2 separate regions of the Mus musculus genome follow, and region 2 is linked to region 1. The links are chromatin contacts, called in public HiChIP or PLAC-seq maps. All regions are on one chromosome and are shown on one strand. The core of a region is the stretch at or near the end of the contact, and the rest is flanking DNA. Distances in the headings are between cores, read along the strand shown.

Evidence for each region. HiChIP or PLAC-seq counts read pairs in DNA pulled down with a chosen protein or histone mark.
Region 2: a contact with region 1 is called in an H3K27ac HiChIP or PLAC-seq map of extraembryonic endoderm stem cells. The contact joins two enhancer-like sites. A contact is called at or near these places in 4 of 115 datasets of contacts at active chromatin or transcription factors (embryonic stem cells, extraembryonic endoderm stem cells, pancreatic cancer cells and 1 more) and 3 of 9 other capture datasets (adipose tissue, liver and pancreatic islet).

What each region holds. Positions count from the first base shown.
Region 1 is chr11:94,185,561-94,192,839 of GRCm38.p6, reverse strand. No RefSeq gene overlaps it. Among named protein-coding and RNA genes, the nearest start is that of Tob1, 22 kb to the left of the region's middle. Within about 2 kb of position 3,124, at least 54 of the 459 cell types and tissues checked have an H3K27ac peak or open chromatin away from gene starts, as enhancers often do. A contact at or near this core is called in extraembryonic endoderm stem cells and pancreatic cancer cells, where this site is marked.
Region 2 is chr11:94,269,587-94,276,253 of GRCm38.p6, reverse strand. Gm38956 (a long non-coding RNA gene) reads left to right here. Exons shown (of 3, transcript XR_880146.1): 3 at 4,499-4,815. Gm38953 (a long non-coding RNA gene) reads left to right here and starts at 4,857. Exons shown (of 2, transcript XR_880145.1): 1 at 4,857-5,497; 2 at 6,082-6,298. Within about 2 kb of position 1,828, at least 60 of the 459 cell types and tissues checked have an H3K27ac peak or open chromatin away from gene starts, as enhancers often do. A contact at or near this core is called in extraembryonic endoderm stem cells and pancreatic cancer cells, where this site is marked.

The DNA of each region.
Region 1 (7,279 bases), core at 1,875-4,374:
ATACACACTCACATACATACACACATATACACACACTCACATGCACATGCACACACTCACACACTCACATACACATACACATGCAAACATACACTCACACATGCACACTCATACACATCTCACACACTCATACACACACTCACATACATATACTCACTCACACACATACATACTCACACACACTCACATGCATATGTACACACACACACACACACTCCCCAGACTCTAGCTAACTAGCTAATGCCTGATTTTCCTTGGAACCCGACAGGCAACCCACACCTAGGACCTCATTCCTGCTGGTACCAATTGCTTATTGCATTCTTTCCTGGCCCCACTGGAGCAGCCAGCCTGCCTGTGGCTGAGACTAGGCTCCTCTGGGTCCTGCCTATGAGATTTGAGGAATCTTAAGGCATGCCTGGCTCCTGTCTACAAAGTACACAGAGGCGCCTCATGTGTGTACTCAGTATTGTCTCCAGGGCCCACCTAAACCTGGTACATGAAATCTGAGCAAAGCCGGGCCGTGTTGGTGTATGCCTTTAATCCCAGCACTTGGGAGGCAGAGGCAGGCGGATTTCTGAGTTCGAGGCCAGCCTGGTCTACAGAGTGAGTTCTAGGACAGCCAGGGCTACACAGAGAAACCCTGTCTCGAAAAACCAAAAAAAAAAAAAAAAGAAAGAGAGAGAGAGAGAGAGAGAGAGAAATCCAAGGCAAGCCAGGCCCTGTGCCTTATATCCGTTGTTCCAGCTACTCAAGAGGCTGAGACAGGAGAAGTTCGAGACCAGTTGGGGCTACAGTGTAAGTTCAAAGCCAGCCAGGATGAATTAGCAAAATCTTGTCTTAAAATGAAAAACTGTAGGGGCTGGAGAGATGGCTCAGTGATTAAGAACACTTGCTGCTTTTGCAGAGGACCCAGGTTCAGTTCCCAGCACCCATGTGATGGTTTGTAGCTCTCTATAACTCCAGTTCAGGGAATCTGATGCCTTCTATGACCCTCACAGGCACCAGACATATATATGGTGCATTCACATACATGCAGACAAAACACTCATGCAAATAAAATAAATAAATCTTTACAAATATTATTTTTCTTGATTATTGAGTTTGGAGCCCTTAAATTCTGAGGTGGGGCCAAATGTCCCACTGACCTGCTGTGGTCCAATCACATCTATAAAGACACGGTGAGATTTTTCCAGAACCACACTCTAACTCCTTCCCATGCAGTTGGCTCTTAGATTGTCAATGTGCCTTCTTCCCCACTCTCATCCACCAGGAAGCAGAGTCTCCTGCCTCAAATGCAGGCCACCGACTGTGTCTCCACTTCCCACTGCCCAGTCCTCACCAAGAACTTCCACGCACTGCCCCACTGCCCGGCTGGGCTCCTCCCAACACTGTCAGGCTTTGAATGGCCCATGTGACTCCTGAGAGCTGCTGCTCAGCACTGGTCACCCGCTCGGCTCGGCTCTATCCTCCTCCCATTTCTGTGGGTTCAACCTCCCGCAGGCTTCCAGCTCCAATTTTTCCTGATTAATACCTCACCTGTATGAAATCTTGTTTTTTTTTCTGGGTATTATATTTCTCTAAATATACTAAAAATACTTCTCTGTCTGTCTGTCTGTCTGTCTGTCTGTCTCTGTCTCTCTCGTCTGTCTCTGTCTCTCTTTCTCGCTCTCTCTCAGTTTTCAAGACAGAGTTTCTTTGGGTAGCCCTGACTGTCATTCTGTAGACCAGACTGGTCTTGAACTCACAGAGATCTGCCTGCTTCTGCATGCACCACTATCACCACCTGGGTACTTTTTTTTTTTTTTTTTTTTAAAGACAAGATCTTAATATCTCTTCCACACTATTCTGGAACTTAAAGGTATAGCCCAAGCTAGCCTTGAGCTTGCTATTCCCATACCCCAGTTGCCAAAGTGCTGGGGCTACAGGTGTGTTTACCATGCCTGGTTAAGGCAAACATTGAGTCAAACACTAACAACCGTGGAGCATGTCCCATGTGCCAGTGTTCCGTGCGCTACCCGTAGTAATTGAAAACATGAACTCCAAGGACCAGGAGGTACATACAGCCTTGCCTGGTGTCCCCAAGGAGCTGGCTCCAACCTAGTGCTGCTGCGAGCAAACAAACAAAACCAGAAAAGGATCCAGTGAGGCATGGGCTATACCCATCAGCCTCCCAGGTCCAAATCCAGGCTCTGTAGCTGTATGAGACTCCAGGCAAGCTCTTTAGCTCCCCACTTCACTGTTCTCTGGTCTGAGATTGAGCGGGGGCCAGAGGTGGGGGAGTGAGGGGGTGGGGAGTGGGAGGGGGCAGAGTGTTCATAATAACAGCACATGTCCCTTGCCTAGGTTTATTGCTAATGCTGGAGGTGATACAGATATGCAGTGGTCTTTGAACAGTACCCAGAGCGCACCCTAAGCTCTCAAAATGTCAGCCAGTCCCCAGAGGAGCAGCAGCTGATAGGTTGCCACTGATGAGCGTGAAGGACAGTCTCCAAGAGGTTGAAGGACCACTTGGTTTCACACAGCTTCTGCACTGTGGACCCAGAATGGAAATTCAAAGCCCCTGCTCCAGTCTGGCCATCTCGCCCGTTCCTTTGTTTGTCTGGCTTTGTTTTTCTGTTTCTGTTTCTGTTTTTGTTTTGAGGTAGTGTCTCATTATGTAGCCCTGGCTGTCCTGGAACTTGATTTTCAGACCAGGGTAACCTTGAACTTACCATCCTCCTACTTCATTCGGCCTTCTGAATAGCTGGAATCACAGGCTCACCTGTTTTCCTTATTTCATAAGTGATAGAACTGCAGTTGGATTGGGCACTAGGCCACTCCTATCCAGTCTCATTATTCCCTGCTGTGAGGAGTCCCTCTAGCAAGCAGTACTGTGGGTAGGAGCAGGCCCGGACGGCCTCAGTGACTGGCCACGTCCACTCTGGCCACAGAGCCCTGCAGGACTACAGAGACCTTCACCTCTACACAGTGCCTGCTTATGCAAACCCTGAATGTAAGAAGTGAAGGGAGAGTGTAGCATGCCTGGGAATGATTGATGAGGCTGGCTAGTGTTATCTTCCCTGTGGTACAGGCCCAAAGCTTTATCCGGAAGCAGTGCAGCCCGTGTGGTATCTCGGTGGCTTTGTCGTGGGCGCCAGGGCAGTGAAGGCTGATCAGGGGTAATACAATGCTGGTGACTCACTCCCGGGAGAAGGCTGGGATGGGTCATTAAGCTGTCTTGGAACTTATTTTAGTCTCACACCCCCAGGATGAACGCTCTCAATGTTTATCAGGCCTCTGTCAATAGGACACTGCTCTCCTTCCCCACACCTGGTTACATAGTATCTTTCAGCCATGATACTGAAAAGGCTTCTGAACTGGGCTGTATCCCTCTGCTGGATGCCTGGCTGGCATGTCATCGCCAGCTGTGATGAGAACCACATTGCACATGTATGGATCCTATGACATGAGCCACTTCCTCTCCACCGTCCTCAAAGATCAGAAGTCTCCTTGCTTCAGCTCCTCACCTTCAAATTTGATCTAGAAGTCTGAATTAACCCCTTAATTTCTGAGCTGGTTCTTCTGATTCCAATCTAAATTCCTAGGTGGATTCTTTTATTTAAAACTTCTTTTGTTTAGCTTTCTCTCTCTCTCTCTCTCTCTCTCTCTCTCTCTCTCTCTCTCTCTCTCTCTCTCTCTCTGTCAGGGTCTCTAGCTCAGGCTAGCCTCAATACGTACCTGACAATGATCTTGAATAGCTGTCTCTGCTTCCGGAGTTGTGGTTTACTGGCCTAAGCCTAGAGAGATAGTTACCACTGTGTAAGATTGGCTCATTATAGTAAAGTGGCCTCATGGAGCAGGCCTGGAAATCCTACTACACAGGAGGCTGAGGCAGGAGGATGGCAAGTTCAAGGCCCATCCGGGTTACAGAGTGAGTTCAAGACAGCCTGACCACTCTCTCAAAGTAAAAAAACACAAGAAAATAATTCGGTGTGGCTGGAGAGAACCCAGGTTCAATTCCCAGCATGCACTTGGTGGCTTACAACCATCTGTAACTCTAGTTTCAGGGGAATCCAATGTCCTTTTCTGACCTCCAAGGCACCAGCTATGCATACAGTTCACATATATACATGGAGTTAAACATTCATATGCATAAAATAAGCCAAGAGAAAGAAAGAAAGAAAGAAAAAAAGAAAGAAAGAAAGAAAGAAAGAAAGAAACCAAAACAATAAAACCACCTGAGAATATGGCACAGTGGCAGAGTGATTGCCTACGGTGTGAGAAGCCTGGGTTCCGTTCTCAGCTTTAAAAAACAAACAAACAAACAAACAAACAAACAAAGAAACAAGATGGTAAGTTCTGCCTGGCAGTGGTGGCGCTTGCCTTTAATCCCAGCACCTGAGAGGCAGAGGCAGGCAGATTTCTGAGTTCGAGGCCAGCCTGGTCTACAGAGTGAGTTCCAGGACAGCCAGGGCTACACAGAGAAACCCTCTCTCGAAAAAACAAACAAACAAACAAACAAACAAAAAACAACAAAACAAGACCAAAAAAAGTCCTGTCTTCCACGCCCCTCCACCCCCCATCATGTAATAACATAGAAATTACAACCCCTGATATTGACCTCCCAGCCTACAGAACTGTAGGGAAGACATTTCTTTACACATTATCTAATCTGTGGTCTTGGTTACAGAAGGGCCAACCCAAGATACTCACTTTTCCAGTGTCCCCTGTCACCTCACAAAAGGTATTTACTTTACAGCCTTGTCAGACAATTAGCTTTTTCTAGGATGAGACTACAGTGGGTACCCCAGGATCTTTGCATGCATCCCTCCGCTGACCTGGACCGGGCTCTCCTCGCCCTCCTTTGTCTGCCTTCAAGCCTTCCCCTAAGCGCCCCTCCCAGGAGCTTCTTTAGGCACAGCTTCTCCCTGTCTCATCTTCTTTAAGCATCTCTCCTCTTTGGGGACCTGGCGTGCTGCCTGTAGAACTGGACCCAGTCTTAAAGAAAAAGGGCCAAGAGTTCGGGAAAGCAAGTCTAGCTGCCTGTCTCCTAAACCTGTTGACCTTTCTGTTCTACACAAAAAGGAGACAACCAGATCCTGAGAGTCATCCTCGAATGCCCTCACACACACCACGGCAAGTATACATGGCACACGTGCTTAGGCGCCCACACATTATACACATACACAAGAATAAATAAAAGAAATCTAAAATCTTGTATTGTGGGTCAAGGCAAGGTGGCACAGACCTTTAATCTTAGCACTCTGGGAGAAGAGGCAGGCAGATCTCTAAGTTTGAGGCCAGCCTGGTCTACAGAGAGAGGTCCAGGGCAGCCAGGGCTACACAGAGAGAAAAAAAAAATCTCTTACGGTTTCCCTAGACTATTACTACTTCAAGGCAGTGGTTGTGTTTTTAATTAACTCTGTGTGGAGGGTTTTGTTTCTTTGTTTGTTCTTTTTGAGACAAGGTTTAACTATGTAGCCTTTACTAGCCAGGGACTAACTATATAGATTAGGCTGGCCTCTAACTCTTGCAATGATACACCTGCCTCTGCTTCCTGGGTGCTGGAATTAAAGGTCTGTGTCACCATAGCTTTGGATTTCTCAAGTTTGTATTGTTTCCCCAGCCGTTAACACAATGTTTGGCTCATGATGTTGATTTTTCAAAGAGATTTATTTTTCTTATTTGCAATTACGTGCCTGTGGAGGAGCAGGTCCACGTGAGCTGAGCCCACGGAAGCCAGAAGGGGTGTTGGAGCCTTCGGAGCTGGAGTTTCAGATGATTGTGAACAGCCAGACATGGGTGCTGGGAACCGAACCGCCAGAAAGGTACATGCTCTTAACCAGGGAGTCAGCTCAACAGACATACTCATTTGAGCTCAGCCAATGAGAGTCAGAACTGCTTTCTGTCCTTGCTGATGAGGTGGGCATTTTATTTATTATTATTATTATTATTATTATTATTATTATTATTATTATTTTGGTTTTTTCGAGACAGGGTTTCTCTGTGTAGCCCTGGCTGTCCTGGAACTCACTTTGTAGACCAGGCTGGCCTCGAACTCAGAAATCCGCCTGCCTCTGCCTCCCAAGTGCTGGGATTAAAGGCGTGCGCCACCACCACCCGGCGAGGTGGGCATTTTTATTAGCTCTAAGCACAACATAGGTTTCGGACAACTCAGACACTGATTGTCCTTGTCTGTCATCATAAGTGCTCCCCAGATAAATGATGTCACCTCATTCCAACCTGACAACAGGCACATGAGGCCAGGGTTACTTCCATCTTGTAGATCAACAGGATTGGAAAATTACATCTGGATCTCAAATATTGTAAATAACAGGCCCAGAACTGGAGTGAAGGTCAAAGCCGTGATCTCCAGAGGAGACTGACATTCCAGTGTCTTTAGTTTTTAATTATAACGTTGTTGTTGTTGTTTTCAAGATGGAATCTCTCTGTAGAGCCATGCCTTGCTGAAACTCACTCTGCATACCTGACTAGTCTCAAACTCGAGATTCACCTACCTCTGTCTCCTGAATGCTGGATTAAAGACCATTATTGCCACACCTGGCTCAAGTGTCCTTTGTATTTTAAATTCCTGTCTTTCAGTCTCTGTCTCTGTCTCTGTCTCTGTCTCTGTCTGTCTCTCTGTCTCTCTGTCTCTCTGTCTCTCTGTCTCTCTCTCTCTCTCTCTCTCTCTCTCTCTCTCTCTCTCTCTCTCTGTGCCTCTGTGTGTGTGTGTGTGACAAAGAGGAGGAGGAAGAGAGCCACACCACCATGGCACACATGTGCAGGCAAAGACCAATTTTTCTCTCCTAGGCAGAGTCTCTCTTGTCTGTACCAGTGTGCCCTGTGCCAGACCAGGACTGTCATGTTACAGATGTGTGCACTGCTGCATTCGGCTTTTTACATGGGTCCTGGGGTGAAAATCAGGCACGTACCTTCACCAGCTGAGCATCTCCCTGGCCCCAGCATCTCGGTGTCTTGAAATTAGCTTTTTGGATACACAGAGTTATTTGTACTTAAGGGGTACCCTCAAACTGGCTCCATCATTGTTGGGTTCTCTGTAACTTAGCAGCTGAATAATCTCAGGTTCCCCAATTTCTTTTTTTTAAAAATATTTTATTTATTTATTATATGTAAGTACATTCAGACACTCCAGAAGAGGGCATCAGATTTTGTTACGGATGGTTGTGAGCCACCATGTGGTTGCTGGGATTTGAACTCAGGACCTTTGGAAGAGCAGTTGGCGCTCTTAACCGCTGAGCCATCTCACCAGCCCTCCCCAACTTCTTATAGGGATGAA
Region 2 (6,667 bases), core at 579-3,078, 85 kb before region 1:
AGTCCACCATGTCCAGTTTATGTGGAGATACGTGTAGGGTGTTCTGGGAATGTTGGTATCTCTGTCCCCTAACTTCTGTGGCACCCAGATGCTGAAGCTGGGGTGAGGCAGGAGAATGCCTCCCATGGTTGGGGTTTTGCTGAGGCAAGGCTCTGAACTCCAATGTTCAGCAGTCAAGCTCCCACAGCACAGCCTTGATAAACTAAGGCATTATGATACATCACAGGCTAGGATGATACACCAAGAAAGAAGCCTGGCTGACAATTCCAACACTAGCCTGTCACACCTTTTACCCTGTTTTTTGGTACTCTGGTACAGGCTGACTCATCTTCTCCAGGACCGCAGGGTTTGTTTGTGCTCCTGGTAACTTGAAGGGTGGAGACAGGGCTCTTGGATGTGGTTTCTAAGAGGTGAGGTGGGGTAGAAGGTAGACAAAGACGAGCTACTGGTTGTACACAGCAGAAAACCAGGCTGGCTAATTCTGCCCAGTGAGAATTTTCTGGAAGGGTGACTGAGCAGTCCACAGAATCACCAGGTAAACTAAGAAGACCCATCTCTTAAATTGTCCAGGAACCCATAAGACTGCAGTAGAACCACAGGAAAGGACTCTAGAGGACCGTCCTGCTGCCCCCAGGGTCAAGTTGCCCCTGGATGCTGTTGCTGGGGACATGATGAATGGCATCTCTGATGGCCCTGGCTTCTCAGGGGGCCCAGGTTCAGTGCCCACGAACTCTGTAGGGATGTTGTGAGGGATCTTTGGCCTGTAGGGGGTTCCCATTCTGGATTAGCCCCACCTCCACCATGGTGTGTAGCTGCTAAGCAACCAAAACCAACAAACACCAACCTCTGTAATTTCCCTGAATTTGCCATTGCCAAGAGGCAGTCTCCAACCTGCCTCCCGTAGGCAGCTGGCTACTCAGAGTACCGCTTGCAGATGTGGGTCAGAGACCTCACGAAGCTCGGTGAAGCCGCCCAGACAAGTTGAGTGCTTCTAGAGAATTCCTACGCCAGCCTTCTCTCCATGGCTAGGGCCATTGAACTCTGTCTCAGGCATGGTTTAAATCTTTATGTAGATTACATTGGGTCTTATATCTGTTTTGTTTTGTTTGTTTGTTTATATGTGTGTACGTGTGCGCGTGCACACAAATGCCAATGCTGACACACATGTACAGCCCAGAGGAATACACCAGTGGCTTGTTTGATTGCTCTCTTCTTATTTCTGGGAATCTACCTGTCCCCACCATTAGAGCACAGCCATGCCCAGCCGGGGGGCCTGGGGATCCAGGCTCAGGTCCTTGTACTCTCATCTCTCTGGCCCCTGAGAATTAATTTTAAAGTTTGACAGCAATGACTAGGATTAGACAGGTAAGCTGTAACAGGAAATAAGAAGTATTGAATGTCTTGGGAGAGAAAGGGGGAATGCGATTGAAGGACCTGAATGGGGAGCTATGTGACCGGCGGGTAGAATCCTCTGAGTGACTCAGAACTCCTGTCCCTGACTCAGCCCACCTTAGGAGCAATGACCTCACACTGCAATCTGTGTCCTCTTCCTGTCCCACTTCACTGATCTCCCCATTTCCTCGGCCCCTCAGTTAGTGTGTCCTTGGGGCTCAAGGCAATATGAAGTCTCATGCTACACTGCTCAGTCTTGCCTACACAGCCTAGCTCCCAGGTCTCCTGGATCTGGAGCCTGCAGACTCAACTTGGCTACCTTTCCCTGGGCCACAGTCATGCTGGTCCTTGCCCCCACCCCCAACCCCCACCCCACACACACCTGCCGGTGAGGCCTGTGCACTGGCTGGTCCACACTGTGAATGGACTTCTGCATCCCCGCTGCAGGCATGCCCAGGCATGTTCTTGCGGTGAGGCAGAGAGCTGATAAGGCCTCAGCTTATCTCCCTGAACTCTGTGAATGTTTCCCTGGCCAAAGAAAACCCATGGCTGAGGCCAGAGTCCATATTGGGAGACAGCAGAAATTGGTGGTATACTCTGAGACAGGGGGATTGGAGAACGTGAGACCTGCCATGAAGGCCCGTGCTCCGAGTCCTTTGTGCCCAGTAGATCTGCCTCTGCCAGTGTCTCTGTCTGTTGGATGCCCTCTCATTTTTGCCCTGTTAAGCGTGTATGCCAGGCTTGCCTTGTGCCAGGCCCAGTTCTAGTCCCTGGAGTATGCCAGCACACAGTAGGATTTGTGCGTGCAGCACTTACAATTTAGAGATAATGACACCTCATAAACAGGAAAACCAACACTGGGCAGGGCTACCAAAAAAAATGATCCGAAGAAGGTGCTGTTCCTTCTTCGATGAGGTAGGCAGGAAAGGGCTTGCTGGCGTGTTTGAACTGAGAGCTCATGAAAAAGAGGGAGCCAAGCCCACCGGTGGGAAAGAAAGTTCCAGGTCAGGACAGTGCAAAGAACCAAAGTCTTGGAACAGTAGCCTGTGTATGCGAAACACATGGCTACATGGCTAGACCAGAGTCAATGAGAGATAGACAGTGTGCATGTTCGCATGCATATTGTAGCATCTGGTGAGGACTCTGGACTCTATTCCACGTGTAAGAATAGTTGTCTGAAGCAGTCGATAGGGCAGGGAGAAGCAACCTGAGTTTGTCAGGAGGTTCCTGTCTGCACAAGAAAAATGGGTCAGGGAGGGGAGAAGGAGAGCAGGGGCCCAGTTAGGAAATGTTGCCACCTCGGAGGTAAAGCTGGTAATAGTGGTGGCCCAGGAGGTAGCCACGCTCAGGAGTCACTTTGACTCTGTGACCCTGGTGTTTGCCAGTGCTGGGGAGGACAGGAGACAGGAAGGGGATGGGACTGATACTTTGAACCTGAACGCGTGGGCAAACAGAGTTGCCACCTGTAGACCTGGTAGGCACTGTTTGAGATCCACCAGTTCTGCCGAGAGGAAGGTACGTCTAGGCCCTAGACACAGAGCCTGGTTTGTGAGCGATCACGGGGCCTGTCGTAGTGATTGGGGGAAAAGGAAGCACAATGCCATCATCTGCCTCACAGGGTCATCTATGTCACTGTGCTCATTCACTCATTCAGTAAGACTTGAGCGAGCTCCAGACGTAATAAGCCAGACACTTGCGCGGGTTCCCTGGGAAGAAGAGAACCCTAACGAGACAGTGTTGCAGGCTGGAAACAGTGTTGCCTTGCTTTCTTGAGACAGTGCCTGGAAACAAAGTAGCTGCATTTTTCTACGTTGTTTCTTGACTTTTTGGTCAGGAGACAGATAACCAGGAAGCTAATGTATGTAAAAGGGGCTACTGTAAGGCCAGTGTGGTGCTATATACCAATCAACCCATTACAGGAAATAGAGGCAGAGAGATCAAGAGTTCAAGATCAGCCTGAACTGTGTAGTAAGACAATACCTTGTCTTAAATAAATATAGAAAAAAATACATCTTATATGAAGGTGGGTGAGTGAAAAGAAGATTGGGCCGAAACAAAGACAGTCTCAAAGACCGAATCCCAGACTCCTCTTAACCCAATTCATTTTCACAAAGTGGCTGCCTCATCTTCAGGAAGATAAGAAAGGCAGAGTGGACCATAGTGACCCTCGGGGGTCTTTCGGAAAGGTTTTTGTCTTGCAAGAACAGTGTCCTGAGACAAGGCTGCCCTTGTGAAAAGAGCCTGGTTGCCAAGCTCTGGGGATTAGGAATCTCAGTGAAACAGAACAGGTGTGTGTGTGTTGGGGGTGGGGGACACGACAGTAGGCCCCTCAGTAAAGCTGCCGACCCACTGCAGGATTCTGAGTGTGTGCAAAGGAGGTGGCTGGCTCTGCACCGTTTGAGGGTTTCTGCTATGTGAAGAATGGTCTTTGTGCTTTCTGGCTCCTCATCCTGCAAGGAATGAGGAGTGGAATCCCAGGTCTCCAAACGCTCATAAAACAGAGTCCCCACCTCAGTCCTGCCACGACACAGATGGGGGACCTCAAGCAATGTGGTTACGTGGACAACAGCACAGTGATGTCATTAGATCGGATTTAGAAGATGCAGCTTCAAACGATTGTGGGGTCGTTGGTGCTTGAGAGGAGGTTAACACGAGAATCTGAGCTGGGCTGAGTCGGTACAGGGTGGAGAGAGAATGATTTGTGAAATGGAAGTGATTCAAGGAGCCTTCATGGAGGAACTGGTGACAGCCAGGGCCGTTTCTGGGCTTTATAGATTGGGCGCTTGACAGAATGAACGGTTCCCTGAATCACAAGCCAGAGAAGGAAAATGAGGCTTGGTGGATGGGATCAAGTTAGACTCCATCCTGCAGTGTGAGAGGTCCGACCCACTGCTTGAGATATAAGGTTTGGGGAACACATAAGACCTAAAGATGCTGAACCATAGGTCACTGGAACCTGGGTGGGGTTGCAACAGAGCATACAGGATGGAAGGTCTGCTATGGGGAAGAACAGGAAGTGGCAGCAAGTGTCCTGGGGACACACAGAGAACGGAGACAGATGGCTGAGTTCCAGCCAATGGAATAAGCATGATAATGTTTCTTCTAGGTCCGGCTCATGAAACTCTACCCCCAGCCCACCAATTCTCTTCCCCAGGGCTCCGAAGATTTCTTCTGTAGTGGACCAAGAAGTCATGTCCTGAAGCTCTGTGAGCCGGGCAACCATCACGACGCGAATGCAACCCAAGGCCAGCGATAAGCTCAACCCACTGCAGGAGTCTGCAAATGAATAAAAATCAGACGTGGTGGGAGAATCCTGTAAGGGTGGCACTCAAGAGATGGAGGCTGCCAGGCCTTTAGGTGGATCTCTGTGAGTTCGAAGTCAGCCTGGTCTACAGAGCGAGTTCCAGGACAGCCAGGGCTACACAGAGGAACCCTGTCTCAAAAAACAAACAAACAAACAAACAAACAAACAAACTCAGCCAACCAACCAACCAAAACAAAACAAAACACAAACACAAAAGAGATGGAGGGAAGAGGATTAGAAGTTTATACGCTTAGCTGTATAGCACGACCTTGTTTTTTTTCTCTCTCTCTCTCTCTCTCTCTCTAGCTCATGCTGGGTTAGTACTCTGTAGCCCAAGGTGGCCTTGAACATGTGACCATCTTCCTCTTTTACCTTCCTGAGAGATGGGACCCATGAACCTTCATGGCTGACTTCCTCTCTCTCTCTCTCTCTCTCTCCCTCCCTCCCTCCCTCTCTCTCTCTCTTTCTTCTTTTAAAATGTGCATCAGTGTTTTTCCTGCTTGTATGTCTCTAAGTGAAGGTGTCAGATCTTGGAGTTATAGACAAGACAGTGGTGAGTTGCCATGTGGTTGCTGGGAATTGAACCTGGGTCCTCTGGAAGAGCAGTCAGTGCTCTCAACCACTGAGCCATCTCTCCAGCCTCTTTCTTTTCTTACAACAGGGTCTAACATACTCGTATTGGATTGAACTCATCATGAGGCTGAGACTGATGTCACTGTGACTGGTCATCATGCCTGGTTTTCTATTCTTGTTTCTTTCAGTCCTTTGAAGTTTTGTTTCTGGACTTCATTCGCAGGCCAGGTATTGACAACAGCTTCTCAGCTTCCCTTATCCACCATTTTAGAACATTACATTTTTACTTATTTTGATTCTGTGAGTAGGGATGGGAAGGGGTGCCTGTGAGGGTTCTCTCCATCCACCGTGTGGGCCTGGGGAGGGGAGGGGTGTGGAACTCAGGCTTCAGATTTGGCAGTGCGTCCCTTTAACTGATGAACCATCTGGCTGGGTCTCCCTTTTCAAAGTGAGAAATAAACTTACATTGTTTCTGGCAATGGAAATTTGGGAACTTCTCTTTTATATACGCTTATGTCACTTTATCTCAGTACCAAAGTTAGCATTGGTTATGTGGGTTCTTTGAGAGCAATGGATTCCTTCTCGGATCTTGATGACTTTAACCAGGAGTGCTAGCTATGGTCAGCCGTTGTAATGGTTCATATAGGAATGACCTTCATAGGCTCAAATATGTGAATGCTTGGTCATTAGGGCATGGCGCTCATTGAGGGAATTAGGAGGTATGGCCATGTTGGAGAGGGTGTGGCGCCAATGGAGGAAGTGTGTCAATGGAGGTGGATTTGGGGTTTCAAATGCTCTCTCTCTTCCTGCAGATCTAGCCATAGAACCCTCAGCTACTTCTCCAGTGCCACGCCTGCCTGCATGCCGTCATGCTTCCCGTCATGATGACAATGGACTAAACCTCTGAACTGTAAACCAGCTGTTGTGGGTCACTTTTGCTACCCCGCCTAAGCTCCGGGAATGGGCTGTGCTACCAGCCCCCACCCAGATTCCCTCAAATCCACAGATTAAAAAAAACACAGACACACATATTGCTCAATCTCAACTTGCCTTTTTGGTACAATTGCTAGGCACTACTCATCTCCCACCTGAAGAAGCATGCCTTATCAATATTCTTAGCTCCATAGCTCTCCACCTGCCCTAACTTTTAGTTGCTCAGTTACATCTAGTTCCTACTAAACACGTCCAACCTCCTGCCTGTAGGACCAGCCACAGGCCTCTGCTCTGCCCAAGATCTCACATGGCTGGTCACCTTTTCTCCCTCCAACGCCTGGCAAACTCTTTCTCTTTCTCCTGTGTCTGTCTCCTGCCCTTGGGGACCAGAATTCCTGCCTATTCCTTCTGCCCAGCAATTGGCCCATGTCTTCTTTACTGACAGACCAAGAACCAATTGGGGAA